Regions from separate parts of the Mus musculus genome. Here region 2 is linked to region 1. A link is a contact called in public HiChIP or PLAC-seq data. All regions are on one chromosome and are shown on one strand. Each heading gives the region's core, a stretch centred on a gene start, on an enhancer-like site or on the middle of the called end of the contact. The rest is flanking DNA. Distances are from core to core; before and after follow the strand shown.

Region 1 (3,563 bases), core at 417-2,916:
TAAGTTGTCATCTTCTGTGTATTTTCTTACTGCATTTTATCCACATTGCTTATTTACCTATTTAAAAGCCCCCAGTCTTAGCTAATATTTATAATGTCAGTGCTGGCTGCTTCAAGGAGCTAGAAACCCTTATGCTCTCTGAATGACATTTGCCACAACAAGAAGGATTTCCAACTGCATCACAGAGAAATGATATCACATTCAGTTCTAATCCTTATGGCAGCTCTGAAATGTTGGTAGCCACATTTGCATTTAATGGACAGGACCTATAACTCTTACATGGGACATAATATGAAGAGAATTTGATGGGCCAAGGAGATGGCTCAGCAAGTTCAGATTCTGACTACGTACATAAAAGGCTGAGTAGGGTAGCACACATCTGTAGACTCAGCACTGATGGCCAGTCAGGAGGATCTCTGGGGCTTGCTGGCCAGGCAGCCTCCAGCCAGGTGAAGAGTCCTGGGCTCTGCAAGATACTATGCTTCAAAAGTAAGGTGGAGAGTTAGAGGGCAGTGGTCCTCAACCTTCCTAATGCTGAGACCTTTTAATACAGTTCCTCATGTTGTGAACACCAGTCATAAAATTATTTCATTGCTACTTCAACTGTAATTTTGATATTGTTATGAATCATAATGTAAATATCTGATGTGATTGCCCTTCCCACCAAAGGGTTGTGACCCACAAGATGAGAGCCACTGTTATAGAGGGACTGACTTAGGAATATTGGGTAGATAGAGCAGATCAGAGTTGCTTTTACCAGTAAGTGATAGTAGAAACATTGACTGGAGGAGCGTTTCTGAAATAACCTATGAAACACTGGCTCCAGGGTGTATTAGTAGGTATTAATGGAGGGGGGGTGGGGAGGGAGGGAGGGGAAGAAAGTTAAAATTAAGCTCAGGAAATGCAACATATACCATTTCCCTCTTAGAGTCCCATGTGTGCAAGGCTGAGAAAAGGCTGAAGAGACATGTTTTACTGGGCTGGTAGAAACTCTGTTAGAGTTCCGTGAGTTAGTCCCTCTTTAGGACATCCAGACTCAGTTGCTAGAATGAATTTAGGCTTAGAGTTTGAAATTTTAGTGTCAAGCGAGTAAAATCAACAGACAGAACTTGGAGAGGAAAATCAGTGTGCAGGTGCAGTCTGAACTGAACACATACTCTTCTGTGTGGGCCTTCAGGTGTGCACTAGCCTCTAATGCCTTGTATGTGCAGAGATATACACGATTGGATTCCACCGTGCTGTATAGAGTAGGGTAGGAATCTAAAGTCCTAAGTGGGTACTGACCTTGGACTGTACTGAGGTAGGTATAGAGGAAGTGGTAGGGAGAGACAGAAAGTGGCTAGAAAAGCCAGTCACAGAGTACGAATTGCCTGTGGAATGCGGAGGGGCCTGTCCATGAGAAGAGTAGATAAGGAGGGGAAGGTGACTCGTCTTACTTGTGCACACATGAGAAAACTGAGGCCAGCAGATGTGACCTGCTAGGGATTAAGGGCCAGGATAGCCTAGCCGAAAATCTTGTTCCTCTGATGTTCATTCTTACACTCAGATTGGAAGAAGGAAGAGGTAACAGATGATGGTGGCCACGTGTCTCATCTTGGGAGGGAGAGGACGAGCTGTCCCTGAGAGGATCTCTCTCACAGGATGGGAATAATCATATCCTGTTGTAGATTTACCTCGTAATGAGTCACACTTGGAGTCGCCGAAGCTCAGTGTCCTGACAGCGATCATGAGCTGGATATAAAAATCAGAATGCCATTTAACTGATTTATGGTATTTAAAGTACATTTGTCTGTGTGTGTGGTAGATGAGTGTGACTGTACACACTTTTTTGACTGTATGGAGTGGAGGCCAGGTGTCAGCACTGGGTGTCTCCTCTGTCACTTTTCACGCATTGTTTGAGACAGGGTTGCTCACTGAACCAAGAGCTCGCTCCGTCAGCTGGACTGACTGGCCAGCAGACATCTGAGATCCTCCCAGCCCTGTCCTTCAGTGGTGGGCAATTTGAAAGGGAGGTTTACAGATGGGGCCTCCACTCCTCGCTTTCACATGGCGCAGAGAACCCAGGTCCTCTCAATTCCACTTGAGGGATTTTTTTTTTAAAGGTCAATGTCAGAAACTCTCCAATCCTGCCTATGCACAGACAGGTTACACAGACAAGAGTAAAAAGTTACTAAAGAGCATGTTGGATATATGTATATATATCATATCGGGATTTGTAGATCATGTTGTACCTTTGTCTTAGTCAGGGTTTCTATTCCTGCACAAACATCATGACCAAGAAGCAAGTTGGGGAGGAAAGGGTTTATTCAGCTTACAATTCCATTCTGCTGTTTATCACCAAGGAAGTCAGGACTGGAACTCAAGCAGGTCAGAAAGCAGAAGCCGATGCAGAGGCCATGGAGGGATGTTCTTTATTGGCTTGCCTCTCCTGGCTTGCTCAGCCTGCTCTCTTTTAAAACCCAAGACTACCAGCCCAGAGATGGTCCCACCCACAAGGGGCCTTTCACCCTTGATCACTAATTGAGAAAATGCCTTAGAGTTGGATCTCATGGAGGCATTTCCTCAACTGAAGCTCCTTTCTCTGTGATAACCCCAGCTGTGTCAAGTTGACACAAAACTAACCAGTACAATTGACCCCTTGTCAACTTGACACACAAAAACATCACTAGTAAGCCTCAACCCTTACAATCTTATTCATTCCCATTCTAAATAACTTTAAAAGTCCCACAGTCTTTACATATTCTTAAATTTTCAATCTCTTTAAAATATCCATCTCTTTTAAAATCTAAAGTCTTTTTTACAATTAAAAGTCTCTTAACTGTGGGCTCCACTAAAACAGTTTCTTCCTTCAAGAGGGAAAATATCAGGGCACAGTCACAATCAAAAGCAAAAGTCAATCTCCAACCATCCAATGTCTGGGATCCAACTCACGATCTTCTGGGTTCCTCCAAGGGCTTGGGTCACTTCTCCAGCCATGCCCTTTGTAGCACACGCATCATCCTCTAGGCTCCAGATGCCTGTACTCCACTACTGCTGCTGCTCTTGGTGGTCATCTCATGGTACTGGCATCTCCAAAACACTACATGACCCCTTCAGTCCTGGGCCATCAATTGCAACTGAGGCTGCACTTTCACCAATGGCCTTCCATGGCCTCTCACAGTGCCAAGCCTCAGCTGCTCTGCTCAACTCCTTCATGCCTTCAAAACCAGTACCACCTGGGTGACCCTTACACATTACCAAGTCCAGCCACAGCACAATGTACAACTTTGGCTATATCTGGAACACAGCCACTGTGCTCTCAGAAAACACTTCCCAGAAGATGTCACCTCAATGATGCTGGTCTCTTCTTAATCACCGCTAATTTCTTAGCTCCAGCTAACCAGCATCAATAGTCCCAGTAATGCAAAGTTTTTGCTTTAGTAGTTCTGGTATCTTGTTAATCACAGCTGATTCTTCAGCCCCAGCTAACCAGAACTACAGAATCTTCACAATCAAAACAGGAATGGCCCTGAAAAGAGTCTTTAATTTTCCCTCTGAAATTTCACAAACCAGACCTCCATCTT
Region 2 (3,563 bases), core at 287-2,786, 680 kb after region 1:
TAAGTGTTTTTCTGTTTTTGTTGGTTTGTTTGTTCTTGTTTTGAGACACAGTCTCACTGTGTAGCCCAAGCTGACCTCACACTTACAGCAGCCTTCTGACCTCTTGCACGCACCGCCATGCCATCCCAGTCTTCAATCTGAAGAGAGCATCCTCATCTCTAAAGAGCCCACCTGTGTCTCCAGGGCAAACTCATCACCTTCTTCGTTCTGTTATGATTATAACTGTCATTGTCTTACTGCCTCGTGTTGAATAAATTCACTTTAGGTCCTTCTCTTCCACTGAGACTGAAGTACTGGGGGTGTGGGGATACCAACCAGGCCTTGACTCTTTAGGATCAGCACAGAACAAGGCCTAGGTTTGTTACAGGATGGGTTCAAGATGAATGTACTCTTTTGCTTTCAGTTAGCATACCTGAATGGTGATCATAAAAACATACATCCCACAGTCTGATTCCTAACTCTATAAATATTGCCCCGTAGAAGAAGAGAAATCTCTCCTTAGGTGGAAAGGAGAAACCTACTGTGGGTGGTCTAAGGAGAAGACTTTTGGTATGAAAAGAGAAACACAAAGGACAGGAGACCTGAGTGATGGGGCCTCAAGCCAAGGAACGCCCAGATCTATCAGAAGTTCAAGAGGCAAGGGATGGGTTCCAGGGTTTTGGAAGAGACTCTGGCTCTCATCAGACCTTCTGAACTCCTGGCCTCTAGAGCTACCAAAAACCAAAAGTTTATTGTCTTAAGACATCCAGTTTGTGGCAATTTGTTTCAGCGTCTCAAGAAAGCCATGCTAATCTCTTGTGGTAACATTTCTGAAGTTAACTTCCTGTCAAAAGTGAAGAGGTCTTTGGATGGACTAGCATTGGGGAGGTTACACATACAAGATTTTTCCCGAACAGCTTTTCTGATCCTGTACAAGACAAAGGTGCATTGTGACCACCAAGGCTCTAGAATTTCTCAGCATCTTGGGCCACAGGATGTGCCTTTCTCATCCTGTGAAATGCGTGTTACCATAGGTCTATAGGCATTGATGTTCAGCGGGACAGAACTCTACAGTCTGTGAGACTTGGAGCCCATTTATAATCCGACAAAGTAGGGGCCTTAGGGAAGGTGCAGAAGGCATTGTTCCCGAAGTGTGCACACAGGAAACCAGCCCAAGGAGAATGGAATGCCTTTGCAAATATCTAATGTTTGCTTGGCACAGCTTGTCCGGTTGAGCTTTGCAAAATCTTCCTCAGGCTTTGTTTTCCTGGTTTCTGTGGAGCCAGTTCATGTCTCAAGGCAAGTCGGGGCTGGGCTGGCTGGAAACCACTGAGGAATTAGGTGAGTTTACTTGGTCTCCAGGTGCATGACAAGGAATGGCCAGTTCAAGCTATCATGTGGGATATTAATGCTTGTCTGGGGTACCCTTTCCCCTCTCGGTTATTAGTTTTTCTTCCTCAGTATCCTGGATTCTCTTTCTCTTAAATGTCAGTAACAGCTCAAGAGCTTAGGATGTAGCTCGAGATTTAGTTGTCTATGAAAGAATTAGTCATTGTATTTCTTTTGGCAAACCCATCATCATGTAACCCTGCAGCAAAATGAAGGGGAATCAGGAAGCCCGAGGATTTGACCTTATAACAGAACAAACATGGCCTCCAGCAATTAAGTTCTGGGATGGCTTGAGATGTTAAGAAGTAAATAGGTCTACATGGCTTGATTTATTAACCTTTTCGAGTTATAGGCAATATTGAGAAAAACAACTCAAGCTCATGAAAATAGTTGCGTGAAGAGAAAACCATTTCCAACTATTATGCTACTTTAGCAAACTAAATGGCGGGGGTGGGGGGAAGTAGAAGCAGAAAGTGCTAGAAATATTGTATCTCCTTAGCTTGACCTAATAAAGTCTTATTTATTTATTTATTATTTAATGTGTTCATGCTTGTGTGTACATGCATATGAAAGTTCACTCGCACCCAAGTGCGCATATGGCGGCCTGAGGTCAACATTGAGTGTCCACTTCATTGTTATCCACTTATTATTATTATTATTATTATTATTATTATTATTATTATTATTATTATTTGGAGCTAGAGTCTCTCATCACTCTGGCTAGCCTGACTAGTTAGCAATCCCTAGGGTTACCAGTGTCTTCATTTCCCAGACCCAGGACTACAGGTGCATGCCACACCACCACACTCAAAAGTTTTAAAGATTTATGTATTAATTGGATGCTGAGAGCTGAACTGGGGTCCCCAAGCTTCCAGGGGAATCTCTTTAATGACGGGGTTATCTCCTTAGTCCCTGCTTTCCCTGTTGAAAACTCAAATTATTTTGTGGCCACTCCCACTTGAAAGATTTCAAGACTGCATGTCTTAAATTACAGCTACTCTCAGACATCTCAATTAACTTTAATTCCGCTTTTCTCTAACGTCCCATCAGGTTATCTGTAGTCACCTTGTCTTCTCAGTACTTCCTGTCCTGACTTGGTTCCTATGGATTTGCATTTATTGCCCAAGAAGCTTAGTGGAAATGACTTTTTATTTTTTCAAATTTGTATGTTCCATATTTTTCTCTTTTAATGAACCACAGATAGATGGCTTTTGTTTAGAATGACATCTTTTTGCTCAGAGATGAGGGTCTCAATAGAACCTCAGCCCTGGGAGACATCACTCTACCCGTGTCTGATGTCTCACATTCATCTTTGTGGATTCTGACCTTAAGGTTTCTGCAGACAAAACCTAAGCACACGGATCCATATTACCTCCCCCTCCCTCAAACTTTTCCCTCATAGTCCAATATTCAGCAAATATGAAGTCTAACTTGTGGTAACTCAGAGGTATTTCTTTTCTTTGAAGCAGCGAGTTAGCCTGCTATAATGGATGTGAGTTCGCATGCAAACATGTGTGTGAGGAAGTGATGTGCATGTATGATGAGACATAAACCATAGGATATCTGCTTTCTTACGAACCAGCCAGATAGGGCCTTTATGTCACTTGAATGTGGGGTTCAGTTGACACATAGGAGAAGAGAGGCCATGAAATGAGGAAACTTGGAGTTTATGGCTGAGTTAATGGGCTACCTCTCTTTGCAGAAAGAAGGGGTGAATTTCTACTTTATTATCTTGGAATGTGAACGCCAAAGGTCTCTGTCATTGGGCCTGATGCTATGGCTTAAATCATACACTGAAAGCTTAACCTCTTGTGGTATTGAGGGGTCTTTGGGAGACAGGCAGGTTATATGGTCAACACTTTTGTGAGGAGAACATATGCATTTGTAAGAGAAATGCAAATGAGCTTGTTTGCCCCGGCACTGTGAGAGGACACACTAAGAAATGACATTTACATTGAAAGCATATTCTCACCATATGCTCAATCTGCAGCCCCTTAATTTCTGCCTGCAGACATGTGAACAATTCTCATGTTATTTTTCAATCTACTCAGTCTACATTATTTTACTGTAACAGCAGAAAGGGATAAAGATGTTAAAAGTACCACAATACTTTGATTCAGAAATCATTGTTTTCTGCAGTTCCTGCCCAAGAAGAAACTTGAATTAGTTCTTGATGTCTTGGCTAAGGTTAAATG

Evidence for each region. HiChIP or PLAC-seq counts read pairs in DNA pulled down with a chosen protein or histone mark.
Region 2: an HNF4G HiChIP or PLAC-seq map of pancreatic cancer cells shows a contact between it and region 1. The contact joins two enhancer-like sites. A contact is called at or near these places in 5 of 115 datasets of contacts at active chromatin or transcription factors (astrocytes, embryonic fibroblasts, embryonic stem cells and 2 more).

Annotation. Positions count from the first base shown.
Region 1 is chr10:98,950,180-98,953,742 of GRCm38.p6, forward strand. All of the region lies in intron 1 of Atp2b1 (ATPase, Ca++ transporting, plasma membrane 1), which reads left to right. Among named protein-coding and RNA genes, the nearest start is that of Atp2b1, 37 kb to the left of the region's middle. Within about 2 kb of position 1,667, at least 44 of the 459 cell types and tissues checked have an H3K27ac peak or open chromatin away from gene starts, as enhancers often do. A contact at or near this core is called in pancreatic cancer cells, where this site is marked.
Region 2 is chr10:99,626,370-99,629,932 of GRCm38.p6, forward strand. All of the region lies in intron 1 of Gm20110 (predicted gene, 20110), which reads left to right. Among named protein-coding and RNA genes, the nearest start is that of Gm20110, 19 kb to the left of the region's middle. Within about 2 kb of position 1,537, at least 18 of the 459 cell types and tissues checked have an H3K27ac peak or open chromatin away from gene starts, as enhancers often do. A contact at or near this core is called in pancreatic cancer cells, where this site is marked.